Linked DNA regions of Mus musculus: regions 1, 2, 4 and 5 are each linked to region 3. A link is a contact called in public Hi-C and HiChIP or PLAC-seq data. All regions are on one chromosome and are shown on one strand. Each heading gives the region's core, a stretch centred on a gene start, on an enhancer-like site or on the middle of the called end of the contact. The rest is flanking DNA. Distances are from core to core; before and after follow the strand shown. Region 1 has its middle 29 kb from the start of Gm42354. Region 2 has its middle 51 kb from the start of Gm42354. Region 3 holds the start of Tmem201 (transmembrane protein 201). Region 4 overlaps Clstn1 (calsyntenin 1). Region 5 overlaps Clstn1 (calsyntenin 1).

The links. Hi-C and Micro-C count contacts between places; a contact is called where the count stands out from the background. HiChIP or PLAC-seq counts read pairs in DNA pulled down with a chosen protein or histone mark.
Region 1: an HNF4G HiChIP or PLAC-seq map of pancreatic cancer cells shows a contact between it and region 3. The contact joins the enhancer-like site here to the promoter of Tmem201 in region 3. A contact is called at or near these places in 1 of 39 promoter capture datasets (macrophages), 2 of 15 datasets of contacts at CTCF or cohesin (large pre-B cells and pro-B cells), 2 of 484 Hi-C or Micro-C datasets (embryonic stem cells and olfactory sensory neurons), 3 of 115 datasets of contacts at active chromatin or transcription factors (embryonic stem cells, microglia and pancreatic cancer cells) and 3 of 9 other capture datasets (adipose tissue, embryonic stem cells and liver).
Region 2: a contact with region 3 is called in an H3K27ac HiChIP or PLAC-seq map of microglia, with 6 times the contacts expected there. The contact joins the enhancer-like site here to the promoter of Tmem201 in region 3. A contact is called at or near these places in 1 of 39 promoter capture datasets (macrophages), 1 of 15 datasets of contacts at CTCF or cohesin (embryonic stem cells), 6 of 484 Hi-C or Micro-C datasets (the G1E-ER4 cell line and embryonic stem cells) and 2 of 115 datasets of contacts at active chromatin or transcription factors (embryonic stem cells and microglia).
Region 4: a Hi-C map of bone marrow-derived macrophages shows a contact between it and region 3, with 31 read pairs. The contact joins the enhancer-like site here to the promoter of Tmem201 in region 3. A contact is called at or near these places in 1 of 39 promoter capture datasets (macrophages), 2 of 484 Hi-C or Micro-C datasets (bone marrow-derived macrophages and muscle stem cells), 4 of 115 datasets of contacts at active chromatin or transcription factors (the 230-238 cell line, Th17 cells, embryonic stem cells and 1 more) and 3 of 9 other capture datasets (adipose tissue, liver and pancreatic islet).
Region 5: a Hi-C map of bone marrow-derived macrophages shows a contact between it and region 3, with 50 read pairs. The contact joins the enhancer-like site here to the promoter of Tmem201 in region 3. A contact is called at or near these places in 4 of 39 promoter capture datasets (the 3T3-L1 cell line, the C10 cell line, macrophages and 1 more), 8 of 484 Hi-C or Micro-C datasets (the G1E-ER4 cell line, bone marrow-derived macrophages, cortical neurons and 3 more), 6 of 115 datasets of contacts at active chromatin or transcription factors (the 230-238 cell line, Th17 cells, embryonic stem cells and 2 more) and 4 of 9 other capture datasets (adipose tissue, embryonic stem cells, liver and 1 more).

The regions. Positions count from the first base shown.
Region 1 is chr4:149,817,079-149,822,114 of GRCm38.p6, reverse strand. No RefSeq gene overlaps it. Among named protein-coding and RNA genes, the nearest start is that of Gm42354, 29 kb to the right of the region's middle. Within about 2 kb of position 1,339, at least 109 of the 459 cell types and tissues checked have an H3K27ac peak or open chromatin away from gene starts, as enhancers often do. A contact at or near this core is called in adipose tissue and pancreatic cancer cells, where this site is marked.
Region 2 is chr4:149,839,798-149,844,371 of GRCm38.p6, reverse strand. No RefSeq gene overlaps it. Among named protein-coding and RNA genes, the nearest start is that of Gm42354, 51 kb to the right of the region's middle. Within about 2 kb of position 3,286, at least 62 of the 459 cell types and tissues checked have an H3K27ac peak or open chromatin away from gene starts, as enhancers often do. A contact at or near this core is called in microglia, where this site is marked.
Region 3 is chr4:149,736,255-149,740,895 of GRCm38.p6, reverse strand. Tmem201 (transmembrane protein 201) reads left to right here and starts at 2,828. Exons shown (of 11, transcript NM_001284270.1): 1 at 2,828-3,061. The coding sequence starts at 2,949.
Region 4 is chr4:149,615,864-149,620,422 of GRCm38.p6, reverse strand. All of the region lies in intron 2 of Clstn1 (calsyntenin 1), which reads right to left. Among named protein-coding and RNA genes, the nearest start is that of Clstn1, 32 kb to the right of the region's middle. Within about 2 kb of position 3,227, at least 7 of the 459 cell types and tissues checked have an H3K27ac peak or open chromatin away from gene starts, as enhancers often do. A contact at or near this core is called in adipose tissue and bone marrow-derived macrophages, where this site is marked.
Region 5 is chr4:149,636,884-149,641,589 of GRCm38.p6, reverse strand. It overlaps Clstn1 (calsyntenin 1), which reads right to left. Exons shown (of 19, transcript NM_023051.5): 10 at 3,195-3,357. Among named protein-coding and RNA genes, the nearest start is that of Mir7023, 16 kb to the left of the region's middle. Within about 2 kb of position 3,364, at least 29 of the 459 cell types and tissues checked have an H3K27ac peak or open chromatin away from gene starts, as enhancers often do. A contact at or near this core is called in bone marrow-derived macrophages and muscle stem cells, where this site is marked.

The DNA.
Region 1 (5,036 bases), core at 90-2,589, 83 kb before region 3:
CTAGTTCAAGGTCGTAAGTAAAGACCACAAATCCACAGCCTGGGAAAAGTGTTCTCTCTCTCTTTCTCTCTCTCTCTCTCTCTCTCTCTCTCTCTCTCTCTCTCTCTCTCTCTCTCTCTCTCCCTCCCTCCCTCCCTCCCTCCCTCCCTCCCTCCCTCCCTTTCTAAGGAGAGGATATGCATTATGGCTGCCAGCAGACACCTTTACTCCCAGGTAAGAGTAACAAGGCCAGGCTCCCTGGGACCTCGCACGAGTCTCAGAAGCAGAGCACAGAGTGTGAATGAGGGTCCTGGGTCCCCACCTCAGCACTGCCAGCTGACACATCACACTCCAGGGCAGGAGCTGCAGAGACGGCTCAGCAGTGAGGAACACTTGCTGCTCTTGCAGAGGACCACAGTTTGGTTGCCAGGACCCAAGTCAAGTGGCTCACTACCACCTCTAACTCCGGTTCCAGGGGACATAACACCCTCTTCTGGCCTCTGTGGGCACTGGCGTTCGTGCACATACCCACACACATATACAACTTGAAAACAAATCAATCTTCAAAGAAAGAAAGCCAGGCGGTGTTGGCACACACCTTTAATCCTAGCACTTGGGAGGCTGAGGCAGCTGGATCTCTGAGTTTGAGGCTACAGAGCAAGTTTCAGAACAGCCAGGGCTCCATGGAGAAACACTGTCTCAAAAAACTATAAGCTAGAGAGAGAGAGAGAGAGAGAAAGAGAGAGAGAGAGAAGGAGGAAGGAAGGAAGGAAGGAAGGAAGGAAGGAAGGAAGGAAGGAAGAAAGAAAGAAAGAAAGAAAGAAAGAAAGAAAGAAAGAAAGAAAGAAAGAAAAACAGATTTTAAAACTCAAAAATCTAGAGACTGACTCCAGCCCCTCCTAGACCCAGGGCAGAGTGAGGATCCTGGCCCAGGGTTTACAGCAGACTCGGTCTCAAAATAAATTCTTAGTTTCAGACTGCTCCTATTCCAGGATGCCCTTTGGTTCAGAGATGTAGAGCCTCTGGGCCTCAGTTTCCCCATCTGTAAACCATCATTTTTTACAGGCAAGAGGCAGGAGGGACTGAGTCTTGCAAAGCTGATCCCAGAGTGCTTGCTCTTTGCAGCTGCAGCAGCTGCGTAGCTTGTATTCCAGAGTTTATGATCCCATTGCCCTCTGGGAAGTGGAAACCATTCACCTCGCCCCAAAAGCATCTAACGTCTTGGCCCAAATGTCTGCTTGTCCTGCTTGTTGGCCCGAGTGTGCAGGGGAGGGGTGGAGACAGCTCCCTCTGGGCAATGCTGAAGCACTGGGCGGTACTGGGAGGCTTGCTGAGTGTTTGACAACCAGCATGAGGTCACTGCCCGCCTCCCTCTGGGGTGTGATGTGTCAGCGATGGCCATTGGCCTACATGCCATGACTCAGGGTGGTAAGCATTCCTCCTGAAAGCCTCAACCCAACCCTGCTGCTGCCTTCCCCAGCTGCAGACTCTGCCCTCTCCCTCTGGCTCTGTCCTTCCAGGGCTCCAGCCAGGAATGCTAGGCAAAACACTATGTCAGCTTGAGTGACTACCCTTGGAGACCCAGGGTGTTCCTTGTGCTACCTGGGTCCCCTGCAGGGTCACAGGCTGTTCCCTGAAAGCTCACATAGATGCCTTGATGTTGCCCACAGTGTCCTCAGGAATGGTGGCACAGGCGATTCTGGATTTTAATGAGCATCTACTGCGTGCTCTAAGGCAAATGCTTGAGAGACAGCAATCTCCCTCTCAGGAATGCTGCCACCAATCACAAATTACCATAAACTGGGTGTCTGAAAACAACAGAAAAGTATCACTTCCCATCAAGCCAGAAGGAAAGAATCGAGGCATCAGCAGGTCTGTGTTCTTTGCGACACGCGACACTGCGGGGTTGGGAGGAAGCTATTCTGGCCTCTCCAGCCTGTGGAAGAACAATTTCCTCAGCTATATTCTCCAATCTCTGGTCTCAACTGGCCTCCTCTTCTCTCTTAGCCTCTGGGTCCAATCCTCTTCATAGGAAGACATCAGGGATGGGATGTAGAGGTCACGCAAATCCAAGATGACTGCATCCGAAGCTCTCTAGTCACATCTGCAAAAGCCCTACTCCTGAAACAGGTCATTGTCATAGACAATCTTGTGTCTTCCCTCAATATCAAAATGTATAAATAAACAAGCCAGCCACAATTTGCCAGGTGATCCCAGTCTCACTTGGTAGCTGGCTGGCAATCGCAGGTTGTCTGATTCTAATCGTAATTACTAAACTCTCAGACCACCTATCACAATATAGTCGGGATGTCTAAGAGAGGGTTAAAGAGGCAGCGTAGGTCAGACAGGCAGTGCTGAGTTGGAAGCAGAGCCAAATGCAAGCTGAACAGGTCTGGGGGCGGCGGGGGTGGGGGTGGGGGTGGGGGACAGGGGACGGTGGGATCTGCAGGGGACTGGAAGGCTCGGAGCCATCAAACACAGGGTCAGCTTGAAGAGGGCTGAGTGCTACAGGCAGGAAGCTGCATTTGAGCAGGAGACCAGGCTGCAGGCAGGAGGCCTTTGCTGCAGTAACTTTCATGGACCAGTGACTCTAGCACGCATGCACATTTGTCTCACCTCCCTCTCCCCCCCCCCAACCCCTTCTCTTATAATCCTGGCTGAGGGCTTCCATCTAGCAGGAGTGAAAAACACCTGTGGCTGTGGTTTCTAATCTGCTTAGGTGCAGCCTTGGGTGTTAGTATTTACTGGAATTACCAATCTGAGCTTCCTGGGGCTGGTGCCAGAAGCCGATGGCAGCTTACTGCTTTACAGTGCGGAGTAGGCCAGGCATGGTGGTGGTAGTGTATCCCTTTAACCCCAGCACTTGGGAGGCAGAGGCAGGTGGATTTCTCTAAGTTTGAGGCCAGCCTGGTCTACAAAGGCAGTTCTAGGACAGCCAGGGCTACACAGGGGAAACCTGTCTCAGAAAAGAAAGAAAGAGAGAGAGGGAGGGAGGGAGGGAGGGAGGGAGGGAAGTAGAGAGAGAGAGAGAGAGAGAGAGAGAGAGAGAGAGAGGTGGGGTAATTTCTTTCCTGGTACTTATACTGAAAATGTAGCTTAGACCAAGGATGATGCTTTAAAATTTAAGATTCATTTTACTTTTTTTTTTTTTGAGTTTTACGCTCAGGAATACTTTTGCTTGCATGCAATATCTGGGCACTATGTGCATGCCTGGTGCCTTTGAAGGCCAGAAGAGGGCACAAGATCCCCCTAGAAATAGAATTACAGATGGTTGTGAGACTTCATGTGGGTACAGAAAGTCAAACCCAAGACCTATGGGAGAGCAGCAAGTGCTCTTGATCATGCAGCCATCTCTCAACCCCTATTTTTATTATTTTTATTTGTGTGTGTGTATGCATGTATGTATGTGTGTGTATGTATGTGTGTATGTGTGTATGTATGTATTATGTATGTATGTATGAGTATATGTATGTGTGTATGTATGTATTGTGTATGTGTGTACGTACGTATGTATGTATGTACGTATGTGTGTATGTATATGTGTATGTATGTATGTATGTATGTATGTGTGTATGCATGTATATGTATATGTATGTATGTGTATATGTGTATGTATGTATGTGTGTATGCATGTATGTGTATATGTATGTATGTGTATGTATGTGTGCATGTATGTATGTGTGCATGTATGTATGTGTGTATGCATGTATGTGTGTATGTATGTATGTGTATGTATTTATGTATGTGTGCATGTATGTATGTATGTATGTGTGTGTGTATGTATGTATGTATGTGTGTGTATGTATGTGTGTGTTTGTGTTGTGTGTGTATGTATGCATGTATGTATGTATATGTATGTGTGTATGTGTGTGTGTATGTGTGTGTGTGTATGTATGTATGTGTATGTGAATGCCAAGTGTATGTGTGTGTATGTGTGTGTGTGTGTATGTATGTATGTATGTGTATGTGAATGCCAAGTGTGTGTGTGTGTGTGTGTGTGTGTGTGTGTGTGTGTGTGTATGTGTGTGTACGCCCAAGGGAGTCAGAAGAGCACATCAGGTCCCTTGCAGTTGGAGTTAGAGGGAACCATGGACTTCTCACTGCCAGTGCTCTGGAAGAGCAATATAAACTCTTAGTCACTGTCATCTCTCAAGCCAAAGACTGTTGCTTTATAAAGTGAATTTAGCCCAGAGTGGCCCCAGCCTACTGATACGTCATACAGTAGAGAGGAGCTGGAAGGAGGCCCAGCTCAGTCCCCCTGTCCTATCCTGAGCTTCTAAGAGGCCTTGAATTGTGGGTCACTGCAGCTGTGACTCTCCCATCCAAGTACTAACCAGGCCCGACCCTGCTTAGCTTCCGAGATCAGACGAGATCGGGCGCGTTCAGGGTGGTATGGCCGTAGACCAGCTGTGACTCTCAATACCGCTTTGACATCTAAGGAGTCAGAGGAGGAGGTGGCCCATCGAGAGTCCCTTGGCTATAGGTGGGGAGGCCAGGATTTGAACCTGGATGGGATCCTCGTTCTGTCTCCTTCAGAATCCACACCAGAGAGGGTTTCAACCCTGCCACCATCTGACAGGGCTGAAAGTGGGAGGAGCTATCAGCACCCAGAAGCTAGGGGTGGTCCCATCCCTGAATCTTCCTTTCTCTTTAGGTAGGACACAAGACCTCAAACAGATCTTATAAAGCCATAATGAGATTTTGAACCAATGTACCCTTAGCATTGTATGGTGAGGTAGGCTCAGGAATCCCAGAAGCCTCTATTGAGGTAAGACCTGAAGCTACAGCGAGCCCTCCTCCAGCTCGGAGCAGGAACCACGCACACAGTGCAGCCAAAGGGACTGTTTCCCATGCTCTCAGCAGATGAGCCCAGCACTAGCCTGCTGGGGACCAGAAGTCCTGCCTCCACCAGCTTGCGGGGAGGGAGAGAGTAGGGTTCAAACTGGATCGAAACATCCATTCCTGGAGGCATCGGTCTGCTCCTTCAGAGAGCCACCGACAGCTCTGAGTTCTGCCTAAACTCCAGTGTGCAGAATGTACACAGGCTCAGAGAATGA
Region 2 (4,574 bases), core at 2,037-4,536, 100 kb before region 3:
ACCCAAAAAGTGGAAGCAGGAGGCTCATCCTGGGTGGCTACAGAAGAAGAGAAGGGGAGGAAGAAAAGAAGAGAGAGGAAGAGAGACATGACAGAGAAAAGGAGTCTAAAGCCTGAACTAGAGTCAGAGCAGGGAAGCACTGAAGGACTCTGGCTTAACATCCCAAGATCCCTCATTCCTCTAGCAATCTCTCCCAACCTCAGAGCCTCCCCTCCCCTCCCCTCCCCTCCCCTCCCCTCCCCTCCCCTCCCCTCCCCTCCCCTCTGTCTACCCTCTCACCCTAGGCGACTGGAAAGAACAACTCTGACTCTGAATGGCACAGTAGAGCCAGGTGCCTGGACTGGCAGCGGATCTCAGACCAGAGCAAGGCCATGACTGTGGGGTTTGTGCCGGGCTCTTCGCGGTGGTCTTGCAGAGACGGGGCCCTTGGACTGAGGGGAGCAGAGACATTCCAGAGATTTTTCACGTGCAAACAGATATTTCCTTTGTGAGTTTCTAGACTAAATAACACTCCCTGTGTCTAAGGATCGGTGTGCTCTGCTGACCTGGGCCGGTTCTCTGCCGGTGGGAGGAAAGGGGAGCCCTCCTCCTCTGCCCACAGATTTGGAGCCAGAGATGGGGAAGAAGTAAAAAAAAACAAAACAAAAAACAAAAAACAAAAAACAAAAAACAAAAAACGGTGTCCTTATAAGAAAATACCTTCTGCTGCCACATATCTCCTTCAAACACTGAGGAAGTTTGTTGGCAGACCTTGGAGACAAAATGGCAAAGACTTTTCTAAGAAAATGTACCCAGCCCTCTTTACACATCTATATAGGAACACACTTAGCCAAGTTTACTTTCTGAGGGCGAGGGGTCTCATGTATCCCAGGCTGACCTCTAATTTGATATATAGCTGAAGGTGACCCTGAACTTCTGAATCTCCTTCCTCTCTGTCTTGAGTGCTGGGGTTACAGGCATGTACCACCCCACTGCACTGGGTGGAAGTGGTGCTGGGGGTGGAGCCTAGTGGTGCTGGGGGTGGAGCCTAGAGGTGTTGGGGTGGAGCCTAGGGCTTCATGCACCCTAGGGAAGGACCCCCTCAACTAGCCTTGCCATCTAGAGCAGTTTCAGGGTCACAGTCAAATGTGCAGACAGTAGGGAGTTGAGATTACCCACCCTGCACATGAGCTCCTGGGCCATAAACATCCTGAACCCACTGGGACATCCCGTGCCCATGAAACCACGTGACCGCACTGTTATTGCCCCAAGTGTGTATATCACATTAGGGTTCATTGTCAGAGTTTCACAATCCACAAGTATACTTCTGCTTCATTGTATCCTACAAGGGAGTTTCAGTGACCAATAAATTGTGTAAGCCGAGGCTGCATCCCAACCCCAGGCCACTCGGGATCTGTTTCCTGTTTCCACAGTTGTGTCTTTTCCAGAACGTTGGAATCAGAATTAGACAGACTTCTTCCACAGCGATGTGTGTCTCCTTTCTTCTCTTCTCTTCTCTTCTCTTCTCTTCTCTTCTCTTCTCTTCTCTTCTCTTCTCTTCTCTTCTCTTTTCTTTTTTCTTCTCTTCTCTTTTCTTTTCTTTTCTTTTCTTTACTTCCTCCTTCTCTTTTTGAGACAGAGACTCACTATGTAGCCTTGGCCAACCTAGACTTAGATCATATGGACCACAGGGACCCTGAAATCATAAAGATCTGCTCAACTCTGCCTCCCAAGTTCTGAGTTCAAAGGCATGCACCATCACACCTGGCTGCACACTCACACCTGACTTTCTCTTCATATTTCCATGGCTAAACCTCTGATTTTGCTATAGTAGTGACTAATTATCTAGATGTAGTGATTTTCTTTTCTTTTTTTTTTTTTTTTTTTTTTTTAGTTTGTTAACAAGGGAAAGCATCCCAAGAATAGCAGGGGGCTGGTGATCTTAAAGTAAGAAGAAGAAAAAAAAATCCAAGAACTTAGATTCTTAGTGAGTTTCACAATTTATGAATAAATTGTATTATAATAAAGGCTGTAATAGAATAAAAGCAAATCTGGCTTAAATAGAATAACTTCTAAATGGAATTTTTAATTTATTATATGTGTAAGTGTTTGCATATGTGTGTGGGTACACACAAGCCGCCGTGCACATGTGGAGGTCAGAAGACAACTTGCAGGGCTCAGTTTTCTTCTTCCAGCACATGAGTTCCGGAAACTGAACTAGGGTTGTCAGGCTGGACCTTTATCTGCTTGCTGAGCTATCGCCCTCTCAGGCTGCAGTAAGCAAACCATGGCACCAGAGGGCGCCTGACTCACGTAGTCCATAAGAACAGCAGAGCAGGGTATCTTAGCAGGCAGCTGAGGTACAGGTGAGCTCAGCTTACACTGGCAAGCTAAGCAAAGGGTGCCCTGAAGGAGGCCTCCCTCCCTCCTCTCTCCTCTTTATGTTATTTGTGTTCTTTCTTTGTTTGTTATTGTTAGGGGGACAATGTTATGACATGGGGTTCAGAGGGCAGCTTGAGGTCATTAGTTCATTGTTACACAGATCAAGCCCAGGTGCTCAGGCTTGCAAGGCAAGAGCGTCTACCCACTGAGCCATCTCCCCTCTCTCCTGCTCCTGGGGAAGAAACTGAAGCAGGAAGGAGTGGTACAAGTTTGAGACCCGCCTGGGCTACACAGAAAGTTCCAGATCCATGTCTTAGTTTACTGCTGTGAACAGACATCATGACCGAGGCAACCCGTATAAGGACATTTAATTGGGGCTGGCTTACAGGTTCAGAGGCTCAGTCCATTATCATCAAGGCAGGAGCATGGCAGCATCCAGGCAGGCATGGTACAGGAGGAGCTGAGAGCTCTCTATCTTCATCTGAAGGCTGCTAGCAGAAGACTGACTTCCAGGTTAGAATGAGGGTCTTATAGCCCACACCCACAATGACACACCTGCTCCAACAGGGCAGGAGGGCCTTGCTCAGACAAGGGTTAGTTCAAGGGCTAGCCTGGGTTATATAAGAACTCATCAAAAAAAAAAAAAATCAAGCCTAAATAAAGCCAATCCTATCATGAACAAAAGCTACTCCTTCCTGTTCACACTCCCCCCTATAAGAATCCAGCTGGAACCAGTGCCTTGGCTCCCACTGAGCCTCACTGTCTCCAACAGTGGGAGCTGACTGGACCGCACTAGACAGTGTGTTAAACACCACCAGGGCTGCTGAAGCTGTCTCTGCCAGATTCCTAGGAGGACTGCGGGGGTTTCCTAGCCCGTGGGAAGCAGGGCCAGCCTGTGCCTGGAGGCTGAGAGGGGGGAAGTTGGGCAATGCTTCTCCCTCCCACTGCCCGCACAGCCCAGGGCTCTAACTTCCCAAGTTCCCCAGGTCCCTGTGCCAAGGCTGGGGGGTATTTATAGTGCTGGCACATGCCGGGGGAGCCAGCAGAACAGCTGTTTTCTGATATGGGAAAAGGGAGCGATCTCTACTAGGAACTGTAGGAAAATGAGCCCAAAGAGGTCTGCCACTCAATGCTGCCCTCTCTGGGGAGGGGGCTTCAAATCCTGCAGCAACAGCATTTCCCACCCTCACGGCCCAGACAGTTGGTTCAGCTGGTGGCCCCGAATGCCAGGTGCTGAGTGGGCCCTGGGGCCAGGAGCATAAGGCCTTGTTCCTTACAGTGGCCAGGAGGAACAGTGTCGTGGAAACCATGAGTGAACATCCATCCAGTCCTAGGGAGCAAGAACCCAAGAGTCAACATAAGGGATGCAGCTATTCCTGGAGAGTGATGGCGGCGGGTATCAGGAGGGAGGGGGATAATGGGGCGACCCCAGGGCCAGCCAAAGTTTACCTGGCTTTTCAGGATTCATGTGAGAAGGTCAGATAGAATGGAGATTTGTGGGTCCACCCACAGACCTACCCATCCCCTCCTGGGGATCATAGAGGTTGGATACCTCTTCTGGTAGCATCATCTACATGCAAAGATGGTGCAGCTACGCCAGCTGCCTAGCAGAGAGTTGGAAACCACACAGGCTCACACACATGTACATACATACATACACTTACAAACACACACACACACACACACACACACACAGGACTAAAATGAGGATTAGAGCTGGAATAAGGGTCAGGGTTGAGGTAAAAGGTCAAGGGCCAAGTATGTAGATTCTCCCAAGATAGAGTTCTGGGGGGGGGGGGGGGAGTAAACTCTGTACTGCAGGTGATATCCAATCCAGAACCTTCCGCTCTGCAACACACACACTGACACTTCCCACACACCCAAACATGCACACACACACACACACACACACACACACACACACACACACACTGACACTTCCCACACACCCAAACATGCACACACACACACACACACTGACACTTCCCACACACCCAAACATGCACACACACACACACACACACATACACACACACACTGACACTTCCCACACACCCAAACATGCACACACACGCACATACACACATACACACACACACACACTGACACTTCCCACACACCCAAACATGCGCACACACACACACACACACACACTGACACTTTCCACACACCCAAACATGCACACACACACACTGACACTTCCCACACACCCA
Region 3 (4,641 bases), core at 1,579-4,078:
CATTCATTCCCAAGTTCAGTTCACGGGGAAAATACATTTTTTTTTGAAACAGGATAGCCTCAAATTTAGAGATTTACCTGCCTCTCCCTCCTGGGTGCTGGTATTGAAGACACGTTTCACCACACCCTTCCCTACAGATTCATTTTTATAACTTTTTTAGATTTATGATTTTATGTGTATGAGTGTTTTGCCTGTTACTTGCATGAATCGAAGCTGGGCCAATCAGAGCAGCAAGGCGTCTCAGTCTGTTACCTCTAAATAGGCCTCATGTGTACATCTATGTGCGCAAGCATACAGTTCTGCCTTTAACAGCCCTCGCTTCATCCAGGCACCCGCCAAGCATGGCCCAAGGGGGCAGGTATTTCCCCATATAAGTAACTCAGGCAGCCTTGTCAGCAGTGAGGCCAACTGTACATGGCCACCTTTCAATGACTCGGCTGGCCTACAGGAATGTGTGTCCCACCCACTGGATGCATGAATTAAGGAGAGCCAGGAAGCCATAAAGCGTGGTGAATGTTCTAACTCAAGGCTGGTAGCTAATGCCTGAGGTGGTCAGTCTAAAAGGTGGAGAGGTTTGCTTTAGCTGAGTGAGTAGTTCTAGTCCATGATTGATTGAGCCATTGTTTGGGGGCCTCTGGAGACACAGCTCATGATATCAGGTATACAGCACAGCAAAGCCATCTAGTGTCCTAGAAGCAGAAATGAGAGACTAAACTCCCACAGTCCCCTGCAAGACAACCCCAGTGACTAACGACTAGGCCTTGCCTCTTAAGTTTTTACCACTTGGGGCTAGAAAAATGGCTCATATGTTAAGAACACTGGCTTTCCTTCTAGAGGATATGGGTTCAAGTTCTGAACCCCACAAGATGACTGAGAACCATCAGCCTCCAGTTCTAGGGCGGACCCAATAACTTCTCTGGCTTCAGTAGGTACCAGGCATCATAAAAGGTGAGATTTTCTGTTTTGGTGGTTTTGTGTTATTTAGTTTTAAAGTTTCTACCTGTGTCACCTTCCAGGAACTTCGCCAGCTGGACACCAAAACCTAAACACATGGGACTTGGATGAGTTCTGAGTCTGAAATCTGGATCTGAAATCATTTTTCCTTCCCTTTGCCTAAGACTTAGAGATGCCAATAGTCATGCGGTGCCTAAGATGGTGTGAGTGATGTTCAGGAAGCTCTTAGACAACAGCTATCTGCTGGAGACCTTTCCTGGAACTCAAGGCATCCGATCCAGAAAGTGAATGATGTGTGGGCGTGGCCATGCATTGTGTGAGCCAGTGCACTCTAGGCACACTCAGAGCTAATAGAAAGCAAAAGGAGGATGGGAAAGGTCTTGTCTCTGATGTACAAGCGACACCTTCCAGGCTTTTACATTGATTCCCTGCACACAACCTGCTCCTTCCTTCCTGACTGGTGACATGTGGACAGGTGAGCTGCCAACAAAAGCGAGAGATTATTACAGTGACCCTCAAGCCATCATTGCCCACAGAGAACTTGATCTTAAAGACACTCATAGGGGCTGATGAGATGGCTCAGCAGGTAAGAACACCCGACTGCTCTTCCTGAAGGTCCTGAGTTCAAATCCCAGCAACCACATGGTGGCTCACAACTATCCGTAATGAGATTTGATGCCCTCTTCTGGAGTGTCTGAAGACAGCTACAGTGTACTTACATATAATAAATAAATAAATCTTTAAAAAAAAAGAGACACTCATAAAATTGTGTGTGTGTGTGTTGGTGGGGTATTCTACAGAAACATAGTATGTAATTAGAGATAAACTTTTTTTAGATTTTTGTTTTTGTTTTGTTTTTGTTTTGTTTTTCAAAACACGGTTTTTCTGTGTATCAGAGTCCTGTCTGTCCTGGAACTTGCTCTGTAGACCAGGGTGGCCTTGAACTTACAGAGATCTGCCTTCCTCTGCCTCCCAAGTACTGAGATTAAAGGTGTGCACCACCATGCCCCATAATTTTTTGACCTTTTTTTTTTTAAAGAAATCAAAGGCTTGTGCCACAACATCTGCCCAACCTGGTATAAATATTTCTTGCTAGAGATGTTTTGTTTTATTTTGTTTTGTTTTAGGACAGGACCTACCTACTAGCCCATGGATTGCCTGATGACCTGGAACTCACTGTGTAGTCCAAGCTGACCTCAAATTTACAAAAATCCGCCTACCTCCACAGGGATTAAAGGCGTGCATCACCAAGCCTCAGTGAGTTTTTCTTGATCCCTAATTTAGCTCACGTAAATGCTGAAGCACGCCTGTAAGTGGCTCTTCCCTCCATCTCACTCCCCGAGGTAATCTATTTGAAGTGCACAGACTTCATCAAACTTGGCAACTATGAAAATCATCTACATTCGACTAAAGAAAAAAAAAAGGATAATCCCTTCAGGACCAATCCCCCCCCACACACACACACACCTTAGCCATTCACTCTAATGGCTGCATTATGTTCCGAAACATGCTATCCTGTGATTATTTAACCTCGTTTCCGTCTTTGGACGTTTGTGTTTGTGCAAGCTAATTTTCAACCACTGTGGCGTCTGAAGCGGCACAGACCGACTTTAGCCCAACGCCAGGAAAGCAGGACTAAGTGGAGAAAGCATTGGCAAGGATTAGCGTTAAGGTAGCAGCACTAGGACCTGCAAATGCATGCGTGCGCAGGCTGCAGGCGCAGGCGGGACTCCTTCCAGCTCTAGAGAGTGGCTTTGCAACTGTGGACGCTGGGGGGCGCGTCCGAGCCAGTGCCGAGGGCTTCCGTAGGCGCCCCGCCCACTCAGGCTCGCCCCGCGCCGCGATTGGCTGCGCGGCGGGAGCGCGCCGAGTCAAGGGGCGGGCTCGCGCCGGCTACAAAGCGGCGAAGGTCACGGCGCGAGCTGGAGCGCGCGGGCCGCTGGGAGTCTCTTTTGCGGCCCGCGCCCCTTGCCCACCGACTCGGCCCGGAAGCCATGGAGGGAGTGAGCGCGCTGCTGGCTAGCTGCCCCACCGCCGGCCTGGCGGGCGGCCTCGGGGTCACGGCGTGCGCTGCCGCCGGCGTGGTGCTCTACCGGATTGCGCGGAGGTGAGTGCGCGCCCCGCTGCACGCGGCCCGGGCCGCCGCCCCGCCCCCGCGAGGCCACGGCGGAGTCCTAGGGGCGGACCAGGCCTGCTCGCGAATGCGGGACGCATTCTCCGCCACCGCCTTTGCCCTCACCCCCTAAAAGCCTCGTCGGGGAGCAGCCGCCGACCGTGGCTGGGGGAGGGGGCTGCTGCTTGCTCCTCCCTTCGAGGCCCGTGCTCCTGGCTGGACTGCCCTGCTGGGCCTCTGCCGCCCATCGGTTAGGAGGATGAGAGCTGGCGCTTGATGGTCTGTATGCGATAGCAATAACATTCCTCGCGTAAGCTTTCCCCCGGAGAAGCCTTGGAGCTGAGTACTTAGAAGGCACGTGTGAGCAGTAGCAGCCTGAGGCAGGAGCCTGCGCTCCACACATTTAAGGAACTTGTCCACTCAGAGGTGTACGCTGTACTCCTTGGACACATGTCACGGATGGGCTTTGGGATCAATACCCTGGCCTGTCATGGCTCAGAGACCACGCAGACCCCAGTACTCCAAGCTTGCCGTGGTCAAACCCCAGAATGGAGTCGTTTCTCCAGCAGCGTGAAGGAATAGCTCACCTGATCACATTTCCCGAGGATAGGAACATACACGCATTCGTGGGAGCCTCTTTGGGACAGCCGGGGATGTGCAGTGCTCGGGACTTGACCCTAGTCGCTGGATGACAAGGAGCTATGGTTTGAACTGGCAATCAGGGTGATAGGTCGCCCTCCTTAACCCTGCATTTCTTCTGCAGGAGAGGGCAGGCAAAAGTTGTTAGAGGTAGGTGAGTCAGCGGCACCTAAGGAGGGGATGGATGTCAGCTGTGTTTGAAAGAGGGGGCCACATCCCGGGGGGCTGAGAGAGTGCCTGACTCTAGATCTCAACCCAAGCTTCCTGTCTTGTTCCCACCCAGTTTTTGGGAGTCAGAGGGACCGCTTAAGATCAGCCAACCCAAAGCAGTCCCTCGTTACCTGGGCCTAGGGGAGCCTGGGCAGTCTGTTCATGTGCCAAGCAGAGCTTGTCCCAAAAGCCAGGCATCTCCTGGCTGCCTCTGCCAGCTCAGGGCATTTGGCCAAAAGAGCAGAGTGGGACTTGTTGTGGCCAGGACTGGCTGCCTGTCACCCTTCCTGTCCTGCCAACGAATGCCTTGCCTCTGCTAGAGACAGGAATCTGAGTTCTTGGTGAGGTGTGTGTGGGACATGTATTTCTTTTTGTTGTTGTTTTTTTTGTTTGTTTGTTTGCTTGCTTGTTTTTTTCGAGACAGGGTTTCTCTGTGTAGCCCTGGCTGTCCTGGAACTCCCTCTGTAGACCAGGCTGGCCTCGAACTCAGAAATCCACCTCCTCTGCCTCCCAAGTGCTGGGATTAAAGGCGTGCACCACCACGCCCGGTGGGACGTGTTATTTCTTTCAGGAGCAGCCAAAAACCCCTTCATGCTTTTTTCATACTGACACCAGACTGTGAAGGTTTGGACCATGTTTGGACTACTGCTGCTGATTGGTCAGAGCACGGGGTCTCGGGTGACTGTCTTTATGAGGTCTGGGTTTCATGTGCAGGTGAATTGGCC
Region 4 (4,559 bases), core at 1,978-4,477, 120 kb after region 3:
AGCAACTGAACTACTCTTCCGGGACAGGACAGCCTTTATGTCTGGGATTGAACCCGGGCCTGGGACTCACTAGGCAAGTGCTTTATCACTGAGCTACGTCCCAACGGCTGTCTTAGGAAGCTGACAGTGACCTATGGGGACCTGTGCTGCCCCATGCCCATGTGTGCTGCACCCGTGCAGTGCCTTCCTGGCTGTGCTCATTCACCAGCACCCGGATCTGGTAGGCGTCACAAAGAAAGGCTTTCCTCGTTCACTCTTCTGCCTCACCAGTCTTGATGGCTGAGCTTCTGAAATTTGACCCTAAGCTACTTGTGAAGTAAAAAATGTTCAATTGAACAGAAGAATTCGGGCTGGCAGGGGGGTGGGGGGTGGGGGGTGGGGAGATATCTCACTGGTTAAGAGCACTGCCTGCTCTTCCAGAGATCCTGAGTTCAATTCCCAGCAACCACATGGTGGCTCACAACCATCTGTAATGGGATCTGATGTCCTCTTCTGGTGTGACTGAAGACAGCTACAATGTTCTCATATACATTAATACAAAATTAAAAAAAAAAAAAAAGTTAAGAGCACTGGCCTGCTCTTGCAAAAGACTCAAAATTAATTCCAAGCATCAATGTGGTGGCTCCCAAGCACCTACAGCTTTTTTTTTTTTTAAAGATTTATTTATTTATTTATTATATGTAAGTACACTGTAGCTGTCTTCAGACACTCCAGAAGAGGGAGTCAGATCTCGTGATCAGATGGTTGTGAGCCACCATGTGGTTGCTGGGATTTGAACTCCTGACCTTCGGAAGAGCAGTCGGGTGCTCTTACCCACTGAGCCATCTCACCAGCCCGCACCTACAGCTTTTTATTATTTTTTATTATCAGAGACCTGATTCCCTCTCCTAACCTCTGAGGGCACCAGACAGCAGGTGGTGTTCATATATGCAGGTAGGCAAAATGTTCACACTTGACTATGGACCCGAGAAAGAGACTTGAAAACAGCCAGGAAACATAATAATAACACTAACAATAATAAATCTTGAAAAAATATAAGAATAAAGGTTGAGAGGGGAGTCATCGCTTCAGGCTCATCTATGAAGGGGGATACCTGCAGCAGATTCCCTCAACAAACTCCCTGGCACATTTTCTTGCAGCACACCAAGAAAACAACTAGACTTGGCCATGTGTCCCCTAAGAGTCAGACATTGGGTGTCAGGGACAGAAAGCTCAATACCACAAATGTGTCTGCTTCAGAGCTCTGTCAAGTGAGCTCGGTCAGCACTTACCTACACACACACACCCCATGAGGGATGGGAACACAAAGCAGACTGTTCTCAACTTTGAAATGTCATGTCTCAGAGAGCTGCAGCCAGAGAGCCTGGTTCAAAGGCAACATACTTAGTAAAGCTTGTGGTCTTAGCCAAACTCATCTGTCCTTCCACATACAAGTATGGAGTCCTGGTGTGTCCCAAGCACTGAACTAACCAGGGCACTAGGGAGAGAAATGGACGAGACCACCATTCCCGACAGCATGCAGCTGACATGCTCTGAACTAGTTTCCCCACCTGGGATACTATGGTGAGACTAGAAGCCAAGGACAGGTGGCCATAAAGAGCCCAGGACAAGTTGGGACACTGACAGTTCACTGAGAGTGAGCTACTGCCACCTCACAAGACATCTCCAATCTTGTCACCACAGCAGACTCAGTACCATTGCAAAAACAACCTCAGAATAAGTTTCCAGAATAAGCCTTGCTCAACACAAAAATAATCTGAAGTGTGAGGGAATTGAATAACAACTTACGTAAATAGACACATATTTCCCACAGAATATTAAATTTAAGGCCATACATTAACATTTTTAAACATTACATTTATTGTTGGGTGTAGTGGCTCATGTCTTTAATGCCAGCACAGGATGCAGAGGCAGGTGGATTTCTGAGTTCCAGGCCAGCCTGGTCTCTAGAGTTCTAGGACAGCCAGGGCTAAGTAGTAAGACTCTGTCTTGAAAAAACAAAAGCAAAACAAAACTAAACTAAACTGAATTTTAAAAAATCTATTTGGGGAGGGGAAACACAGCTTACAGGAGGCCATTTTTTCCTTCCTCCTGGGATCAGGGATCATGCTGGGGAGTAGGTGCCTTTACCCACCACACCATCTTGCTGGGTCATGAAAACATATTTTTAAACATGCTACATATGATTTCACTGTTTATATGGAAACAGCAGACATTCCATACAAGACTCTGAACCAATCACTGTTTTACTCCTTCAGATGATGTTTTTATTTTGTGTTTATTTTAATTATTATTGCTGAGGGTGGGGCTTGGGGTGTAGCTTGCAACCCACAGCCTTATGCACGGCAGACAGGTGCTCTACCACTGAGCAACATCCCCAGTCTTCAAGAGTGAATTTAAGCTCTTCAACTCATATAGACAAACAAATATGCCCAAGCCTTAGGAAGGGCATTGGAATTCTTCTGTTTACAGATGATGAAACTGAGGGGTAAAGCTGACCTTGGTGGTTCAAGCCTTTAATCCCAGTGCTCAGGTGGCAGGTGAATCTCTGAGTTCAAGGCCAGCCTGGTCTACAGAGTGAGTTCCAGGACAGGCAGAGCTACACAGAGAAACCCTGTCTCAAAAACAAAACAAAAATACTTCATTTTTATTTATGTGTGATGTTTCTTTGCATATAAGTCAGTGTACCATATGAGTGCCTGGGACTCATAGAGGCTGAAAGAGAGCATCAGTTCCCTAGGAACTGCAGTAATAGTTGGTGGTCATGAGCCACTATGTGGGTACCTGAGAACAAACTTTTGTCCCCTGAAGAGCAGCCAGTGTTCTTAACCACCAAGCCATCTCTTCAGATCCTAGTTCCTCTCTTTAAAATGTGGCTGGCAAAATGCATCCTTGCTTCAAGTGATGGAGAATTAAATACAAATTTTTATTTATAAAGCATTTGGAAAAGTGCCTGGCCTTTCTTCTTGATGCTCAGGAGCAAATGCATTATTCGCTGTGAGGTGGGTTCTGAGCGCCGCATACTGTACACAGCTGGTGCTTTGTAAATCAAAGCTGGGGGCAGTGACCCCAGAATCCTGGACCACAGTCATTCTTTGCCTCCTTGTGTTTTAAGAAAGGGTCTCAAGTAGCTCAGTCTGATCTTCCTCAAACTGACTCTGTCACAGAGGATGAGCCTGACTGTTTAATCCCTCTGCTTCCACCTCACAAATGCTGAGGGGACTAAAAGTTTGTACTTCCTCAACATGTGACATGGGTCTGAGCTCCGAATGCAAGGTTTGTGGTGCCAGGCTAGTACATTCCCAGCCTGAGTTACTACTCTCCTTTTAAATATTTATTCTTATTTTATTCAAAACATTTTATTTTTAGGTATAAGGGTGTTTCGCCTACATGTATGTCTGTGTCCCACCGTATGCATGCCTGGTGCCCACAGAGGTCAGAAGAGGGCATTGTACTTCCTGGAATTGGAGTTTCAGTTCTGATCCACCATGTGAGTCCTGGGAGTTGAACCCTGGTCCTCCACAAGGGCAGCAGAGTGTTTTTAATTACTGAGCTGCCTCCCCAAGCCTCTAAATCACTTCTTAAAATGCAGGAATGTATATAAACCCACTGGCAACATATCCTCGGCAACCTCACTAAAACTGTGATGTAGCTCTAAATGTCACACAGGAGGAGCAATGATAAATACTTACAAAATAAAAAAGACTGGACACTTAGAGCTAGCTTCAAAGAACAAGGCCCTCTCCTGGCCTCTGCAGCTACCTGCACTTGTGCATGTGCGTATGCTTGTGTGTGTCCATGTGTCCATGTGTGGCATGTTCGTATGTGTGTGATATGTGTGTATGCATTTACATGTGTATGTGCAGTGTGTACAGTGTATGTTTGCATGTGTATTAGTGGTGTGGTGTGCATGTATGTTTCTGTGTATATGTATAGTATGTGCAGCATGTGTGTGTGTATGCATACACACGTGTATGTGTCTGTGCATGTGTAACAAAGGTAATAGAAATAAATCTTTGTTGTTGTTGTTGTTGTTTTTTCGAGACGGGGTTTCTCTGTATAGCCCTGGCTGTCCTGGAACTCACTTTGTAGACCAGGCTGGCCTCAAACTCAGAAATCCGCCAGCCTCTGCCTCCCGAGTGCTGGGATTAAAGGCGTGCGCCACCACACCCGGCTGAAATAAATCTTTATAAAAACTGAGTTGAGCTGGAGAGATGGCTCAGAGTGTGGGAGCACTGACTGTTCTTTCAGAGGTTCTGAGTTCAATTCTCAGCATCTACATGGTGGCTCACAACCATCTGTAATGGGATCTGACATCCTCTTATCGTGTGTCTGAAGAGAGCGACAGTGTACACACATACATAAAATAAATAAATCTTTAAAAAACTGAGTCAAGGGGCTGGCGAGATGGCTCAGTGTTTAAGAGCGCCGTCTGCTCTTCCGAAGGTCCCGAGTTCAAATCCCAGCAACCACATGGTGGCTCACAACCATCTGTAACAAAATCTGATGCTCTCTTCTGGAGTATCTGAGGACAGCTAAAGAAAAAAAAAAGAAAAAAG
Region 5 (4,706 bases), core at 2,115-4,614, 100 kb after region 3:
CAGCCGAACATGGGCCCCAGAGACCAAAGTCCCCCTTGACTGCTGGGACACAGTTCACCTGCATACAAGCTTGCACTTGGTGACCTTTCCCCAGAGGTCACCAAGTGCAATCCCCCAATGCTTCATTTGGGGTTTCTCTTTTATACAGGCACTTCTTCTTGCAGAAACACAAATCGGTTTAAAGTAAGATAAAGACGCAGGCACACCAAATTCGCTGTTTAGCTGACATGACAGTGCATTCCTGGAGGTCTGGTTGAGCGTGGCACTGGAGCAGACGTAAATAAACTTTCAGCTCCTGGACAGGGTCTTCTTCCCTCCAGACAGGAAGCAGAATGCACGGACAAAACGGGAGGGGCTCATACCAGGTCCAGAATGTGGCACATGAAACACGTGAGTCTGTACTGTCTGGGTTTTAAGTACCAGAGGAAGGACGACGTTAAGAGGGACACTGGCTGACTGCCTACGGACCTCACGGCAGGCCTGGGCACTCACAGAGCACAGTCTCTACAGCTGCAGATCAGGGTAGAGAATTCAAAGCTTCCCTGGTGATTAGACACCCATGGCTGAGCACAGAACCCACTCCTTCTGTACTGTGTTTCGGGGAAGTGCCTCCCCTTGTCACACTGGCCACTATGCTGTGCTCGTTACTCCATGCAACCAGTGTAGAGATGCCCTGGGATGAGGCCAGACGTGTGAAGCGGGTTATACCTCCATGTCCACCCACCAGGATCTACAGTTAGGGGTGAAGCAGCTGCCAATGGCCCATCCTCCCCACTGTGATCTATCGGGGAGAGGGGTTCCACATTCACTGAAAGGCAAAGGGCAGCTTTTCCCGTGTGAACTGAATTTTAAACAGCATGTGTTGGTAAGGGCTAGAGAGATGGGTCAGTGGGTTAGAGCATGGGCTATTCTTTCAGAGGATCCGGGTTCAGTTCCCTGCACCCACATGGTGGCTCACAACCATCTGTAACTCTGGTTCCAGGGGATCTGATGCTCTCTTCTGGCTTCCACAGGCACAAGGCACACACATGGTGCACAGATATACATACACTCGGAAATACTGTAACACGTGGAGTTTTAAAAATTAGAAAAGGGCTGGCGAGATGGCTCAGTGGTTAAGAGTGCCGACTGCTCTTCCAAAGGTCCTGAGTTCAAATCCCAGCAACCACATGGTGGCTCACAACCATCCTTAACGAAATCTGATGCCCTCTTCTGGAGTATCTGAGGACAGCTACAGTGTACTTACATATAATACATACATACATACATACATACATACATACATAAAAATTTTTTTAAAAATTAGAAAAAAAAATTGTGTTGGTTTGGTGTGCAAGTCGCTGTCAGGCTGAGACAGCTGAGGTCACGAGGAAGGATGTGAAGTACCTGGTGTTTGATGGCAGTGACCCCGAAGCCAAAGGTGGCAGGACAGCCCAAGGTGGCCCACTTCACCAACATGATGGAACTGCCAGAGTGGAGTTTCCTTCAGGTTTATGCGTGTGTGTGCGTGTGTGTGTGTGTGTGTGTGTGTGTGTGTGTGGTTTTGTTTTTAGTTTTTGTTTTTCCTTACAACACATTTGAATATAAACCTAAAAGACATCTTATTTCCTCACAGGGAGTTGCACACACCGACAATGAACCTGAAGCGGTTCACTCAGTGTGCTCTCTTACTCCTTTGTATCCGAAAGAATTTCGTGAAAAACTGTGAAATTCAGCAGGGTGTGGTGGCGCATGCCTTTAATCCCAGCACTCGGGAGGCAGAGGCAGGCGGATTTCTGAGTTCGGGCCAGACTGGTCTACAAAGTGAGTTCCAGGACAGCCAGGGCTACACAGAGAAACCGTCTCAGAAAAACCAAAAAAAAAAAAAAAAAAAAAAAAAAAAAAAAAACGTGAAATTCAAATTCTCCTAAAATAAACAGATTTGTCTTGGGAATTAGATTCATTCATAGTTTTCTAACTAAAGTCAAGGCACTGTCTTCCTATGGGGAGAAAAATCCTATCTAAAGTCTCTTCACCCAGCACACACAGTGATGGTGCCTGGATTTGGGTAGGAGGCTGTCAGGCACACGGGTCACAGTGGGCGCGTGACCCTCCGAGGCCAGAGCAGGGCTCTGTGAATTTGAACAAGAACAGTTAATGCTTACTTCTAATAACTTATTTCCTTTGGCTATAAAGATAGACTATAAACCACAGCAGTGTGGGTGGTCACTGTGACCCTGTCACCAGGAGAATCATGGGTGTTTTTGTATCACTGCACAGTAGAGCAGGGATCAGCAAACTGTCCCCCCAAGTCCTTCACTAGTTTCAAATTACACTGTCTTCTGGTCCTGCCATTAAACCTTTTTCTCCCCTCTTAATGGGGCATCATGGGTATCACTACCACAAATCCACAGAGTCGATCCTTCTGTATGCTAGCCACTATCTCATCTTAGTTGGCTACCTAAGATCCCACAAGTAACCAATGTATCGTTTAAGGGGTTCAGAGGTTTCGCCAAACCAGGAAGGCTTCACCTCTCAGGGAATGAGCAAAGCCGCCTCTGATGAGTCACAGCATTTAGGTTCAAATCGCAGCTCTGTGCTGATCACCTGGATAATCTTGGGTTGCTCCTTCCCTGGGTCTCAGTTTGTCCCGCTCTATGAGAGGACTATGAAGCTCACCTGAGATAACACATAAGAGGAAAAAGGCAGACAGCCTGCCCCGGGGCAAACACAGGTGTCAAGGGTTTGCTCTGGCCTCGGGGGGGGGGGGGGGGGGGGATCATTCCTCCAGCAGAGCTTTCCAGAGTCCTCTCCAAATGTCCCCTCACTTGCAGGTTCCTAGCAAGCTCTTGACAGCTTGCTAAAGGGCTAAATACCACAGAAGAGACCTGCCAGCCATAGACATCTACATCTTTTATATTTCTGTATCTATGGTTCACTCTTTCCTCCAGCTTTGCAGACACCAATAATTAATAAACAGGTTTATATGCTGGTTTCCTAACCATACTTTCTGTGTGTGTGTGTGTGTGTGTTCTCAGGTTCAGGAAAGGTGATGTGTCTGTCGTACAAACACACCTTTAGTAAACAACAATCGATGACATGACTAGTGTTCCCTAAAAGGCTACGCACAGATAAAGGAGTCATGGATAAAAAGGCTCTGACACAGTGAGGACACGGTAAGGAGCTGTTATTTAATCCCCGAGGCCGTTCGTTACCTTGCCAGCAAGCTCCGACCACAAGCTGAGTCTCTATTTTGGTTGGATGAAGCGGGTAGTCCTCTGTCACAGAGAAGGGCTCATGAGGGATGCCGTCCACGTAGAGAGTCACACTTGGAACTTCCACATTGAGGACAAAGTGGTGCCAGTCCTCATCACAGACCTAGCCAAGGCAATGGAAGCATGACATGTCAACCAGCTGCTTAGCCAAAGACACAACCCCAGCTGCAGCAGGACAGGACCCAGAAGATGAGTCACGCGTAGGAATGACTTCCTAAAAAGAAAAGGATTTTAAAAGTCTGTGGAGAAAGTATTTCACAAACACATCCCACTGGACAGAAGGCCGACTTCCTCATCTCTCCGGCATTAGCTAACCAGCAGCAGCAGCAGCACAGGCCAGGGACTCAGCCAGGGGCTGTGCAGTTCTCCAGAAGTTTCTCCAACGGCAGGTTAGACATTTATCTCCTAAAAACTGAGGTAGCCCTGGCTGTCTTGGGACTGGACTTGGAGTCAGTAGTCCGTCAACTTTTACCTCCCAAATACTAGTCCTTTATTTTCGGACCAAAATAGCAGTATCACCAGTCAAGTTGTATGACAGAGCACATACATGTTCTCTGCTGAAATCCTCATCCAAACAGGAACATACAGGCTGAGGCCAGCTGGTGAATACCCACACATAAGGCCTGGGGGTCAAATCCCCAGGACCATGCATAACCATGCCATGGTGCCTGGCTGCAATCTCTCAGCAGCTGGAGAGTAGAGTTTGAGGCCAACCTGAACTATGTGAATCCCCGTCAGAGGAGAGGAGAGGAGAGGACGGGAGGGGAGGGGAGGGGAGGGGAGGGGATGGGAGGGGAGAGGACAGGAGAGGAGGGAAGGGAGAGGAGGGAAGGGAGGGAAGGAGAAAGGCAAAGCAAAGGGCAGCACCTCTGTGAGTTCAAGGCCAGCCTGGTCTACACAGCAAGTTCAGCCAGGTCTACAGAGACCCTGCCTCAAAAAAAAAAAAAAAAAAAAAAAAAAAAAAAAGACCAAATAAACAAATAAAAACATGTAACTCAGACTGCATGCCAAATTAAACTGAATTCCTTTACAGTAGTTAACAGGCATTATGAATAGACCAACTTAACGCAATGTCTGACTCCGTATGGAATCCTTATTTAAACAAACTGTAAAGAGACTCTGGTTCAATAAGATACATCTTTAAAACAGCTTGAAATTTGAACACTTACTGGATATTTGATTATCCTAAGAATTACTGTTACCTTTTCCTCTGTTTCCCTTTTTGGGGGTGGGAATGAGGGTGCTCATACTGGACCCAGGGTCTCAGCTCTGCCCAGCATGTGTAGTCACTAAGCCACGCCCCCAGCCTCCTTAATGAATGTGAGGGCTATGTTACAACTTAGAGACACAATGTCTATATTGAATGCAGCACTCTGTTCCGAATTTCTTGGGAGTTACTGAGTCACTTGGGGATGGGTAATATAAATTATTAACAGAGCACAGGTATAGTCA